Linked DNA regions of Mus musculus: region 2 is linked to region 1. A link is a contact called in public Hi-C data. All regions are on one chromosome and are shown on one strand. The core of a region is the stretch at or near the end of the contact, and the rest is flanking DNA. Distances in the headings are between cores, read along the strand shown.

The links. Hi-C and Micro-C count contacts between places; a contact is called where the count stands out from the background.
Region 2: a contact with region 1 is called in a Hi-C map of bone marrow-derived macrophages, with 16 read pairs. The contact joins two enhancer-like sites. A contact is called at or near these places in 22 of 39 promoter capture datasets (the 3T3-L1 cell line, the C10 cell line, the HPC-7 cell line and 15 more), 5 of 15 datasets of contacts at CTCF or cohesin (the NIH/3T3 cell line, embryonic stem cells, hippocampal excitatory neurons and 2 more), 32 of 484 Hi-C or Micro-C datasets (the 3T3-L1 cell line, 3T3-L1-derived adipocytes, the C2C12 cell line and 17 more), 26 of 115 datasets of contacts at active chromatin or transcription factors (the 230-238 cell line, DN3 thymocytes, astrocytes and 14 more) and 1 of 9 other capture datasets (liver).

The regions. Positions count from the first base shown.
Region 1 is chr13:52,236,492-52,242,723 of GRCm38.p6, reverse strand. All of the region lies in intron 3 of Gm33116 (a long non-coding RNA gene), which reads right to left. Among named protein-coding and RNA genes, the nearest start is that of Gm33116, 5.8 kb to the right of the region's middle. Within about 2 kb of position 2,858, at least 11 of the 459 cell types and tissues checked have an H3K27ac peak or open chromatin away from gene starts, as enhancers often do. A contact at or near this core is called in bone marrow-derived macrophages, where this site is marked.
Region 2 is chr13:52,576,160-52,582,391 of GRCm38.p6, reverse strand. No RefSeq gene overlaps it. Among named protein-coding and RNA genes, the nearest start is that of Gm2848, 6.1 kb to the right of the region's middle. Within about 2 kb of position 3,406, at least 23 of the 459 cell types and tissues checked have an H3K27ac peak or open chromatin away from gene starts, as enhancers often do. A contact at or near this core is called in bone marrow-derived macrophages, where this site is marked.

The sequences.
Region 1 (6,232 bases), core at 1,609-4,108:
ATGTAGAGTTTGAGGAGAAAGGGAGCACTAGGTCGAGTAATGGGTCAAGTAAGCTCAAGGAGATAAGAAGTTTCAAGGAAAGCCTGGTGCTAAAAGGATTCAAGGGAGTAGTGACCTCTGGGCAAGCAGAACAACTTGACAGCTTTGGACATGTGGTTCTAGCTGTAGAGTAAAGGACATAAGAAAGGTGTTTCCATGGCTATAGACAGCTACTGAGGCCAGGCATGTGTCAGGGCTATCCATGCATGGAGAGCCAGAAAGGCCATTCTGTGAAGTTGTGAAGGTGAAGTCTGGATTTGGTTAGAGACACCAAGATGCTGCAGATGCCAGAGCCATGAGATATCTGTTGAGGAGAGCCGTTAACAGGAAATAGAACTGTTCCCAAGAGAGAAACATGTGTTGTAGTCAACAAAGCTGAAAGGAGTTGGAGATCTGAAGAGTGAGTTGACATCAGACAAGAAAAGGCTGAATTTGCAGTTTTACCAGCAGGCTCTCAGTTTTGTTTCTGTCATTATCTTATTATGCTTCCTGTCCTCCCTTTTGGAATGATAATACATCCTGTGTCATTGTATGTCAGAAGAGACTTTCATCTTTGAACTTTTAAACAGGGTTAAGGCTGTTATAGATTAAAGGGACTTTTGAAGTTGGGCTGAATGTATTTTTTTTTTTTTTTTTGCATTATGATATGACTACGAGCCTATGGGGGAAGGGAGTGGAATGTGGTGGTTTGAATAAGGATGTCCCCCAGAGTGTTTGAATGCTTAGTCATTAGGGTGTGGAACTACTCAGGAGGGATTAGGAGATAGAGCCTTTGTTGGAGTAGGTACAGCATTGTTGTCCTGGAGATTGGTTTAGAGGTTTTAAAAGCCCAAGCCAGATCCAGTCTCTGTTTCTGTCTCTCTGTCTTTCTCTCTGCCTTTCTCTCTGTCTCTGTCTCTGTCTCTGTCTCTGTCTCTCTCTCTCTCTCTCTCTCTCTCTCTCTCTCTCTCTCTCTCTCTCTCTTGCCAATCTCCTCCTCTGCCTGAGGAGAGCCTGGTTTAGAATTCTCAGGTCTTCCTCAGCATCAGCCTGCCTACTGCCATGTTTCCTACTATAGTGAAAATAGAATGAATCTCTGAAATTGTAAGCAAGCTCCAGTTAATTATTTCTTCTCTAAAAGTCACCATGGCTATGACATCTCATCACAGCAATAGAACACTTACAAGACACAGCTAAACCCCGTTCTCTCCTATGATTTTATATCTGGGCATCCAACCAGACCTTTTCTGCTGAATTAATCCTGAGTGCCACCAACTCTCAATACCCTGGGTGTGCCTGAGTGGTCATCACCTGAGATGCTGGCTTCTTTTACTTCCAGACTTGAGCCATTTTACTTTTAGATATGGCTCTCAGAAGACTTCCCCACTTCCACAAGTCGAAGTTCACCCTCTCCAAACACTGTACCCCATGAAGTAAGTAGCCTTCATGGCTTTGCTGGCAAACTGTCTGGTCATCAACACCTCTGAGATTTTATATCACACCTGTTCACATGTGGCTCTCTTCTCCACATCCCAGATTATATCACTCTTGGAGTATTGTCTAAATTCCATATCTTCTGAAACCCTTCATGTCTCTAGAATATGTAGCTTGAGGAATGAAGATATACATACTCAGTGGCCCAGAGTGCCCAATGAAGGTCCATAGCTAACCAATCAAAATAGAGAGCGGTCAGCAATATCTCAGACCCCCTGCCAGCGGAGGGGGTGCTTCTGATGTGGATCTCTGGAACAAGGGAAAGAGAGACAGACAAACAGACAGACAGACACACACACACACACACAGAGAGAGAGAGAGAGAGAGAGAGAGAGAGAGAGAGAGAGAGAGAGAGAGACCGGGCCTGCCATAGGCATTTGGAAGCCTAGATTGGGATGTTACATAATCACAGATAAAGAGGGACAGATTTCCAACATGAATAAATAGCAACAATGACAAACATGTCTATTTTGATTTCCTGGGAAATATTGTCCTTTTTTGAAGTTTATTGTGTACTCACAGATGCACGCCCAAAGACATCTTTTTCAAGAGAATTTTTAGAGTACACTAAACAATGTCAAATTGAATACATTCTATTTTTGAATTCCTGCACCTAGCTGCAGTGGGAAAAAGCTTTCACATCTATCAGCAGGAATGTTCCAGATTCAACAAGCAATTCGGTGACTTTTTATGTGCATTGCTTTTTTTAGACCCCAGCTTACTATTTATGTGGTCAATGGAAACAGTGGTCAGCACTGAAGAGAAAACACCACATGGCAAACAGTGAAGAATTATGCCCGAGGAAGACTAGGCAAGCTTGTTGTCCTTCCCCCACTATAGAAGGGCATGGGCTCAATTTGTCTTTTTTTTCCCCCCCGAGACAGGATTTCTCTGTATAGCCCTGGCTGTTCTGGAACTCACTTTGTAGACCAGGCTGGCCTCAAACTCAGAAATCCACCTGCCTCTGCCTCCTGAGTGCTGGGATTAAAGGTGTGTGCCACCACGCCCGGCCCAAGTTGTCTCTTAATGTATAGGAACAAGTCACATAGGACATTGAAAATCCTCTTGCTTTACTCTGTTCTGTAGCTTAGACATGTATCAAAATTACACTATCAAATCCAAAACCTTGGTACTAAGAATCCAAGTGTCCAGTGTGCTTCTCTTTGCTGATATGAAAAAAACAAAACAAACAAACAAACAAACAAAAAAACAACCTGACTAAATTCACCTTGGGGAGGAAAGGATTTATTTCATCTTACATTTCCACATCATAGCCCCTTGTCCCAAGGGCATGAATCTAAAGGCAGAAACCAAGAAGAAATGCTGCATAATAGCTTGCTAAGTTTGCTTTCTTATATGACTCAATACTACATTAATCATCAGCCAAGAAAATGCCCTTACAGACTTGTCCACAAGCCAATCTGATGGAGGAAATTTCTCAATTGAACTTTCCTTTTCTCAGGAAACTCTAGTTTATGTCAAGTTGACAAAAACTAACCAGCACACCAAGGGATACTCTTTCACAGAGTTCTTAACTCAACCCATCAAGTAAGTAGAAACAAGTCCTTGTAGCTCAGAGTGAACACCGGTCTGGAGTATGCTCTATGGTGAATGTTTCTCAAAATCTAGCTTGCACATAAGAATCAGGTCAACTGCTTGGGACTGAGGAGAAGGTAATCTTTCTTTCCACTAAAGATCTCACTGCCCCTGAGGTCTTTTGCTTCCAACTCTACTTTAAAGTTTATCACCAGAATTCTAAATCACACATGGCCTTGATGTTGCCTTTTTCATTCTAGTTTCTCCCCCTCAAGCCATGACCTCTACAGTCACTCTCAGGACGTGATGGACGCCAGAAGAAATGGGAACCTCAAGACTGTCAACAGAAAGTCAACAGGCAACTCAAGGCCAATGAATGACCAGTTAATGAACAAGACAGCAGATATGGCCATATTCAAAATTCCAAGTCCTAAGTTTGGGATGCTCGATAGGGAATAGTTTAGGTGATTTTGGTACCCCAGACAACATTTTATTTGTGTTTGTGCATGTCTCTATGTGTGCAAATGTCTATGCACCTGTGTGTGAATGCATGTGCAGGCCCGAAGACAACCTTGGGTATTATTCCTTAGAAACTGTTCAGCTTGGTTTTTGTTGTTACTTGAGACAGGATCTCTCACTGGGACATGGAGCTTGCTTATTCTGTTCCTAGTATCCAGGGATCCTTCTATTTCTGCCTCACAAGCACAAGGATTATAAGTATACACTACCGCACCTAGTTTCTTATGTGGGTGTTGAGGCTTGAACTAAGATCCTCAAACTGCCAAGGCAAGCACTTAGTCAACTAAGTCATCTCCCCAGGTCCCTGTTTCAAATATTTCATACCTAGTTTTTGCCTTCAATGAGCAGAGCATCTAGTAGGTAGACCAGTTGCCCCATCTCTTTTCCACTGCCAACCAGATTTCAATAGAGCCTTTTGCAGTGATCTGTGAGAATAGGATACTGAGAATCCAAGACTGAGATATCTAGACTTCCATGATATCTGGCCACCTCAAAGGCTTTTTCTCTCCTTGAGTTGAGTCATCAGGGAGGTAACATCTCACCTGAGTCCACATACTTTCAAGCCATATAGAGAATCATTTAGTTTGCCCTCCCCATACCCTAAACCCCAGAAGGCACAGCACCCCCTTCAGGATACACTGAGTATCTGTAGCCAACTGAAGTATTCATGATTGTTAACCTTGTTCAGTCATAACCCCTAGGTTTGTAACTACAGATGCCACAGTTTCCCCTTGCAGGATGTACCATGTATCTGTTACTATCTGAGGCTCTCTGACCCATGCTGGGTTGAGGATGCTTGAAACTGGGGTGATTTTTCAGCTTGTCACTTTGCTTTCATTTGTGATGTACCACAAATCTGTTCTGATGCACTGCTTCCTGAATATATACAACTGACATCATTTATTCAAAAAGACAGATGCAAAGATCTTTAAGGTGTTATTTTTTTCCCCTTGATTCTTTTTGCTGGGTTGAAGGAAGATGTCACCTGTAACGTAGTGACAGTATTTATAATTTTGATGATGCTAATTTCATGATGCATGAAAGTTCCTCTGTGATCTGAGACATTCATCATCATTTAGATAGCGCTGTGGTGGGTGTTACACAATGAATATGAGCATAGAGCCTTCTCTCTTTCTCCCACTCCTTATTTCTCTGACTACAGAAGCATGCACACATCATGATGTTTCCACACTGACATAAGCACAGGTGTATTCTTGGTTACATCAGGAATCTTACAAGTCTCTTTTTTTCCCCACAAAGAGACAGCAGAAATAATTAGGATGGTACTAGAGAAGGTGTGTTTGCTGCTAATTTCTCTCAGAGTCCAGGTGGGAAAGAGAAGACAGGCTCCACGAAGTAGTTAGAGAAAGACTGGCACTAACAATACAGACAGGGTATAAGAGAACTATGCAAAGCTGTGGGGTGGCTTGAGACGACAGTCCCAACCTGAAGAGGCAACTACAAGGAGCCATTAACAGCAGTGAGGGACCTTATTTAGAGAATGATTCCTGATAGGGCTTATGACCTTCAGGAGAAAGAGGACAGCTTTCCATGACCCACAAGGAGGAGCATGGCTTTGGCCAACAGGGTTCTCCAGAGATTTGGGCTTCAGACACCTGATAGCAACGAAGCAAAGAGCATAAATGATGTGCATGTAGAAACCGAGCCAGAGAGAAGACAGAAGGACTGTGGCAGTCTCAGTTAAGCGAATTACACACTTGTCCTCACTGGCAAGTGCAGTGAAAGTTGTGAGTTTTAAAGAAATGAGCAGAGGACCCAGGATTGGTGGCTTTTAATCCCAACCTGGGAGACAGAGACAGATGGATCTCTGTGAGTTTGAGGTCGGCCTGGTTTATATAAAGAGCTCAAAGCCAGAGAGAGAGAGAGAGAGAGAGAGAGAGAAATGCAGAGAAGGAGGAAGGGAGAGAAGGAGGGAGGATGGGTGAGAAGGAGGAAGAGACAGAGGGAGGAGAGGGAGAGAAACAAAAGGGAGAGAGAGAGACAAAGACAGACACAGAGGCTTTGAGACAGAGGTATCTCTGCTAAAAAGGAAATGGTGGAGTTGGGAAATGCTTATCTGGCAAAGTGAGCCCACAAAAAAAACCTGTTGTGGTGGTGCTTGTGTGTAACCCCCATATTGGGAGTACTGGATAAAGCCAGAAGGACACCCTGCCAATTGCTGACCAATTTACTAGTCAGTCTAGTAAAACCAGAGCGTTCCAGGCTCAATGAGAGACCTCAAAAAATAAGGTGAGGTCGATAAAAGAAGATACCTGATGTCAAACTCCACATGTGTGCATGTGCATACACAAAGGCACACATACTCAACCAACACATACACACACACACACACACACACACACACACACACACACAGAGTGAGTGAGTGAGTGAGTGAGTGAGTGAGTGAGTGAGTGAGAGAGAGAGAGAGAGATCACAAGTAAGCAAGATAAAGTGTAGAGTACTCATACCTACAGATGCAGAACTTAGCTTAACTAGGGACGACCCCCTGAGCAGTTGGAGTCCTGGCATGTATACATCCATAGAGTCTGAGGCCAGAAAAGAAGAAAAGCACAGAAGGTGTTCCTAGAGGCATTGCTGGGGTCTAACTTGGCTTTCCACAGAAGCTATGTGGTTAGCTGCAAACACTCACAGAATAACTGAA
Region 2 (6,232 bases), core at 2,157-4,656, 340 kb before region 1:
AACTAATAATAAGTAGAGCATTTAGATATGGTAAATAAGTAAATGAATAGATAAATAAAATTGAGATTCTAGATGCTGTTTGTGGTAATTTTTAAAGAGCAGTGTCCTGCCTAAACACAGAAACAGGGATGGAGAGATGGCTTAGGAGGTAAAGTGCTTAACATGCAGTTAGAAGGACCTGAATTTGATCCCCAGTACCCATGTGAAAACTGGGGTAGAGGGGCATGTAGCAATAAATAATAAATAAATGGGAAGGCAGTGAAGGATGGTACTTAAGACACATGGAAATGATAGTAAGAACGACCACAAAATACTTTTCCAAAACCATAGCTTTGTACAAAGGCCACCAGAGCCTTACACAGAAAACCTTTCTGCACGGATGTGGAGCTAACTAATTCCCGTGTCACTTTAATGGATATTGCTCTTATTAGAGATCTTGCAAGCAAGGATTTTTGTTTTTACACAGAACTGGGGCCTGGCACATGCCATTAAAAGCTCCCCCCCTTTTTCATCCTTTGTGACTACTCTCCTAGTGTACTCTGGTGTGTATAGTCCCAATCCAGCACTATGAGACTACCAAACAAATTCATTGTTTCTGTAAAATCTTTGTGCCCTTTGTTTTGTTTTTTGTTTTGTTTTGTTTTAGTTTAATTTAAACTTATTTTTAACTGGTTAGTGTATGTTGTGGATAGGTGTTCCTATGTGCAAGTATGTGCAATATGCACACGTATGTGGATGTCTGTTTATGTGTGCACACAAATGCATGTGGAGGCTAGAGGTCAACACCTGAATTCTTTCTCAGTCTGTATCCACCTGAGATTTTGAAACAGGGTCTCTCACTGAACCTGTAGATTACCTATTTGACCACATTAGTTGGGCAGCAGGCCTAGGGTTCCTCTAGTCTCTGCAGTATGGGTTAGGGTTACTGACAAGAGTATGAATGACTACTCTAAGGCAGCTAAGAGAACCCATACCAGAAAGCTAGGACCATGCAGCTCACTTTATGACTGGCAGGTAGCTCAACAAGTCCCAGAGACTCTCTTCTAGGAAATTAGTCTGGTTTGCAAGTGCCTCTCAGCAATCTGTGTTGCTTATATAACCCTGGGGGTGGTGGGAGGGACCTGGTGTACCTGGTCAGTTTCAGGGACTTCCTGGGGCTACTGCATTTACTTCCTGAGTCTTAGTGAATCTTGATTAGTTTCCCTCCAGACTCCAACTCAGAGGAAATTGCTACACAGTAGTAAGAAGGTGTCCATGGGCTTTGAATCTGTGTGCAGAATAAAGCCAGCCTTACCCAACAGGACAGCGTCTCTCTGGAGTTTCACTGAGTGGAGCTAAGGTGACATAATGGTCCTTCCTACCTCTGAGTCATCTTCAGTGTCAACTGCACTGAAGCTTACCACACAAATACCCAGAAAAACACAATCTTCTTGCCAGTCATGGTGTCTCCCAGCATTTCTTCTCTGCCTCATGGTCTTCTGAAGACTGCCCTATAGGCTTCCCCCTGAACACCCTTGAATGTTGCTGTGACCCTGTGCTAACCCCAAAAGCCCTCCTACCTAATCTCTTCCCAACACAGTCACTGTTTTGAAAATTGGGGGCTTGGGGGGGGTTATAGGGAACTTTTGGAATAGCATTTGAAATGTATATAAAGAAAATATCTAATAAAAATATTATTTAAAAAAAGAAAATTGGTTTCTTATCTACAGGATCTTAATAAAACTTTAAAAATAGCAAATGCAGTATGGTTGTCTCTATGCTAATTCTGACTCATGAAGTCTTTCCATATTGGGTTATTTTGTCTGAGTTTTCTGCTGTTCCTTGCTCACAGTGTCTCACTTCCTTGTGTACTCAGTGACATCTGACTGTGAGCCATTCACCATCCCTGAAATTTTATTTGTAGGAATTGGGTGACGCCAGAAGGAAGACATTTTCATTCAATAAGAAAGTGCCTTTGTTTCTGACAGAAACCTAGATTGTAATTAGTCCTTGAATGGCTTTAAGGTACATGTTCAGTTTAGGTGCTTAAAGTAGGCTGGTGATATGAATTAGAGTACAATTTCTTTATTTTACTCTACTGTTTCTCTGAATTGTATTCATTTGTTTGTTTATTTTGCTCTGTGCTTTTGGTTTTTTGTTTTGTTTTGGATTTTTTTTGTTTTTGTTTTGGTTTTTTAGTTGTGTGTGTGTGTGTGTGTGTGTTATGGCAATTATCTCAGGAGCACCACATTACACATTTTAAAATACATAACTTATATTTGTCAGTTGAACTTCAATAAACCTGAACTTTTTGCATGTAGAGCTTGGCAGACAAAATTTCACCTTTTAAGTGCTGGAGAGATGGTTCAACAATGAAGAATGATTGCTGTGCATGGTAGGCGGTCAGAATTCAGATTCCCGGCACGCACATGGTGGCTCACAACTGTCTTTAACTCCAATTCAAGAACCCCTTGGGTACTGCGTGCAGGAAAATACTCATATACATTTTTTAAAATCTGAAATAATTTAAACCTTCCAATAAAAGTAAACACAATGCCTTGTTCACCTTAGCCTTACACTTTCTTCTCTAGTTCTTTTTACAGTAGAATTGTTTCTTCAGACCTCTCTTCCCTGAGGTTTATTTTAACTTGGTATATGATATGACACATAAGTTAATAGTTGTCTTCAAAATGAAGATATAATGAAACCAGTTTGTTTCTTAGTCTTCCCCTTTCCCTCCCTCCCTCCCCCTCCCTCCATTGCTCCCTCCTACTCCCCCATGATGTGTGTATGATGTATCCACAGGCATATGTACACAGTGTAGACGTGCAGTCCATTCTCTCCTTCCACCTTTACAGCTTGAGGGTATGGAACTCAGGACATCAGCCATGTGAGGCAAGTGCTGAGAGCCTTCACCCACCAAGTCCTCTCACAGGCCCAATGATACCAATTGTAATACTCAAGCCTTCTACCCTGAGTTATGATGCACAAAGCAGATTCCTCTAGTAATTGTCACACTGGGTCTATTTCTAGCCTTGGTCCATGGATCAATCATTTCTCTCTCTCTCTCTCTCTCTCTCTCTCTCTCTCTCTCTCTCTCTCTCTCTCTGTTTTTTTATGAACATATGTGGTTTTTAAAAATGGGTACTTGTGGAAAGACAGTGTCAAGAGAAGGAGAGGACAAACAAGCCAGGAACAAGACAGCAGTGGCAGCATCACTGTGCAAAGTGCTCCAAGAGCTGAAGACAGCAGCAAAGACTCCGATTTCAAAGGGCAGGGAGAACTCAACCATCTGTCCAGGGAAGAAGTAGAGCTGGGGAAGAGGAGAATGAGAAGATGCTTCCGTTATTGGATACAGGGATGCAGAGTAAGGCAACAATGAGCTTCCACCACAGAGCTATGGGACTAGTCAAAATACAGATGCTGACACCATCAAATGCTGGCAGGATGGGGAACAGCTGGTGCTCTGCCACTGCCAGTGAGAGCAAAATGGTGAGGTCACTTTGGGGCAGATTTTATTTGCCTGTATATGAGTTTTGCTGTGAGCCCAGAACTGTTCAAAAAAAATTATCTTTGATTTTGTTAAAATGCCTGAAGTAAACACAAATATCCAGAAAATAAAAAGACAACAAATTCAGAACTTTTACCTGAGGCGCCTATTGTAATTTGTCCAACTCAGAGGCTTGTGTTTGAACACTTGGTCTCCAGCCTGTGGTCCTGCTTAGGAAGTTAGGAAGTAGGGCTTCATGAGATGAAGTGGGTCCTGTGTGTGTATGTGTATGTGTGTGACTGTGTGTGCATGTATGTATGACTGTGTGTATGAGCATATGTGAGTGTGTGTGTGTGTGTGTGTGTGTGAATATCCATGAATGTGTGTGAATGTGCATATGCAGTGTGTGAGTATGTGTGCATGTGTGTGAGTGTGTGTGCATGTGTGTTAGTGTGCATGCGTGTGAGTATGTGTGCATGTGTGTATGTATGCATGTGTGTGAGTGTATGTGAATATGCATGTGTGTGAGTGTGCATGTGTGTAAGTGTGTGTGAATATGCATGTTTGTGTGCATGTGTGTGAGAGAGTGTGCATGTGTGTGTGAGTGTGTGTGTGTGTGTGTGTGTGTGTGTGTGTGTGTGTGTGTGTGAGGCTTGAGGATTTAGAGATGGGACTGCTTTTGTCCTCTCTGCTTCTGGTCCATGGAGATCTGAGCGAGCCACTTTGAAGCCCTGTCACCACAGCCACAGGCCATTTCTGTCACACTTCTCAAGCTGCGGGCCAGAAGAGGCCCCTCCTTCCCTGCACTGCTCTTGACAGGCTTTTATTCACAGCCATGAGAGAAGTAGCCGAGGCAGTGACCACAGAGCTCTCTTCCCATGCACACACTTGACAACGACCTCACTTGAACTAGAATACCCTCCCTAGATACCCTATGTCCATAAGAAGAGGACAGTTTCACCTAACAGAATAAACATCTAAGGTGAGCTGACTTTATGGAAATGACTATCACAAATGAGCTGCTTTCTGGAACTACCACTCTTACTAAAGGAAAACAAGCAGTTTGGGCCCTTTTGCCAGGCAGTCAGCTTGAATGTCAGAGTTAACTCCTCACTGAGCCTGGAGATAACACCCTCTACTGCTCTGCTATGACCTGACTCCCACAGTGCTTCTTGTATGAAGGTTAGGTCAACAAGCTCTCTTCTTTTTAGCTACAATCTCTCAACTAGTTATTCTTAGCTCTGGAGTTAAAGGGCTCTGTTAACTTCGGGGCCTTTCCCCCAATGTTTCTGAGAGGAGTCAGCAAGGAATAAATAGGCAGTTGGGGAAGAGGCTGGAGGGAAAGAGATAACATTCCTACATAGCAGCTTGACTAGGAAGAGAGCTGACAACACCGCAGCCTCCCTCTGCAGCTTGGGTGCCTCCTTACTCACTGTGGTTATCTTCCTGGGCCAAGGACTGTCCAAAGGAAGGGATGACTGAATGGGAGAGAAGCAGGGGGAAGCGGGAAAGAAAGAGGGGTCACAAGAGACTGAAGTAGAGAGCCCTGTAAAAGATCAGCCCAGACCACAGGTCACTGCTCTGCCAGTTCTGGGGATCATACTTGCTGGAAGGGTGCTCCCGGCTTCAGCAAATGCCTGCTTGTCACCCCTTCTGGGTCCTTACTTCCTTTGTCTCTGTGTGCTCAATTTTTTTCCTTTGTCCAAAAAAAGAACACCCTCTCCTGGGCAGCCAGCCCTCTCCCTCTCCCTCTTACTGTATTCCCATTTCTAATTCCTTTATTTGTTCCGACCAGTGGCCCACCTATGAAACCGGACAGTCGTCTCAAGTTTCAGGGTGGTCTGTGTCACCATCTGCGGGGAATGGCACGACCACACAGGCTCGCGCTCTGCTTCCTGCCTCCTGCCTCTTGCCCAGGACTGGTTGAATTCCTTGTTCTGACTTGGAAGCATTACGTGTTGCTTTGAAGAAATCCGGGAATAACCGGTCTCCTTCTCTGTCTAACTTCTTACAAGTTGCTATTTTGTTCTCTTTTCTGTCCATGTAACCAAATGCCTAAGGCTGGAAAGACTGTGGAAGGCTTATTTAGTTGTTGGTTTTGAGACAACCTGACCTCAAATTCCTTGTCTCCCTGCCTCAGTCCTCCTGCTGAGACTGTTGGGGTGCACTACTACGCCCCACGAAAACTGTATCTTTTCATATTTTTGGAGACTGAAAGTCCCACTGGTCCAGCCTCGGACAAAGACCCTGTGGCAGTGTATTCCCAAAAGAGGCAGAGAGACAGGATCCCAGAGAGATGTGTGAAGCCAGGTTTGTCCTTTCTACAATACTTTGCTCAAAAGAACTAACACAGTCCTAGGAGATCTGCATTAATCCCTTCTGATGGTGGCTTCCTAATGACCTGCCTACTCCCCACTAAGATCCACACCTACAAAGCTGCATCAAGTCAACGCTACACTGAGTGAGGACTGAGCTCCCAGCACACGAGCCTCAGGACAAGTGACACCGGAGCCTCAGCACATGTGACAGCTGACACAGCTTTCTCTACACACATCCGAACAGCTACTGTTTTGCTCTCCTGTAGTTAGAAACGATAAGGGCAGGGATAAGCTGCAGACTCTTAGCTGTTCTCTCAGGGGTTGAGTGAGATGAACAGGCTGGGATTTCCAGACAAGGGTCGGGGGAGCATCTGTCCTGATCATGACCCTCTCACACTTCTGCTTTCCATGGGAGCTGCTGACGCCTAGCTACACCTCATGCAAT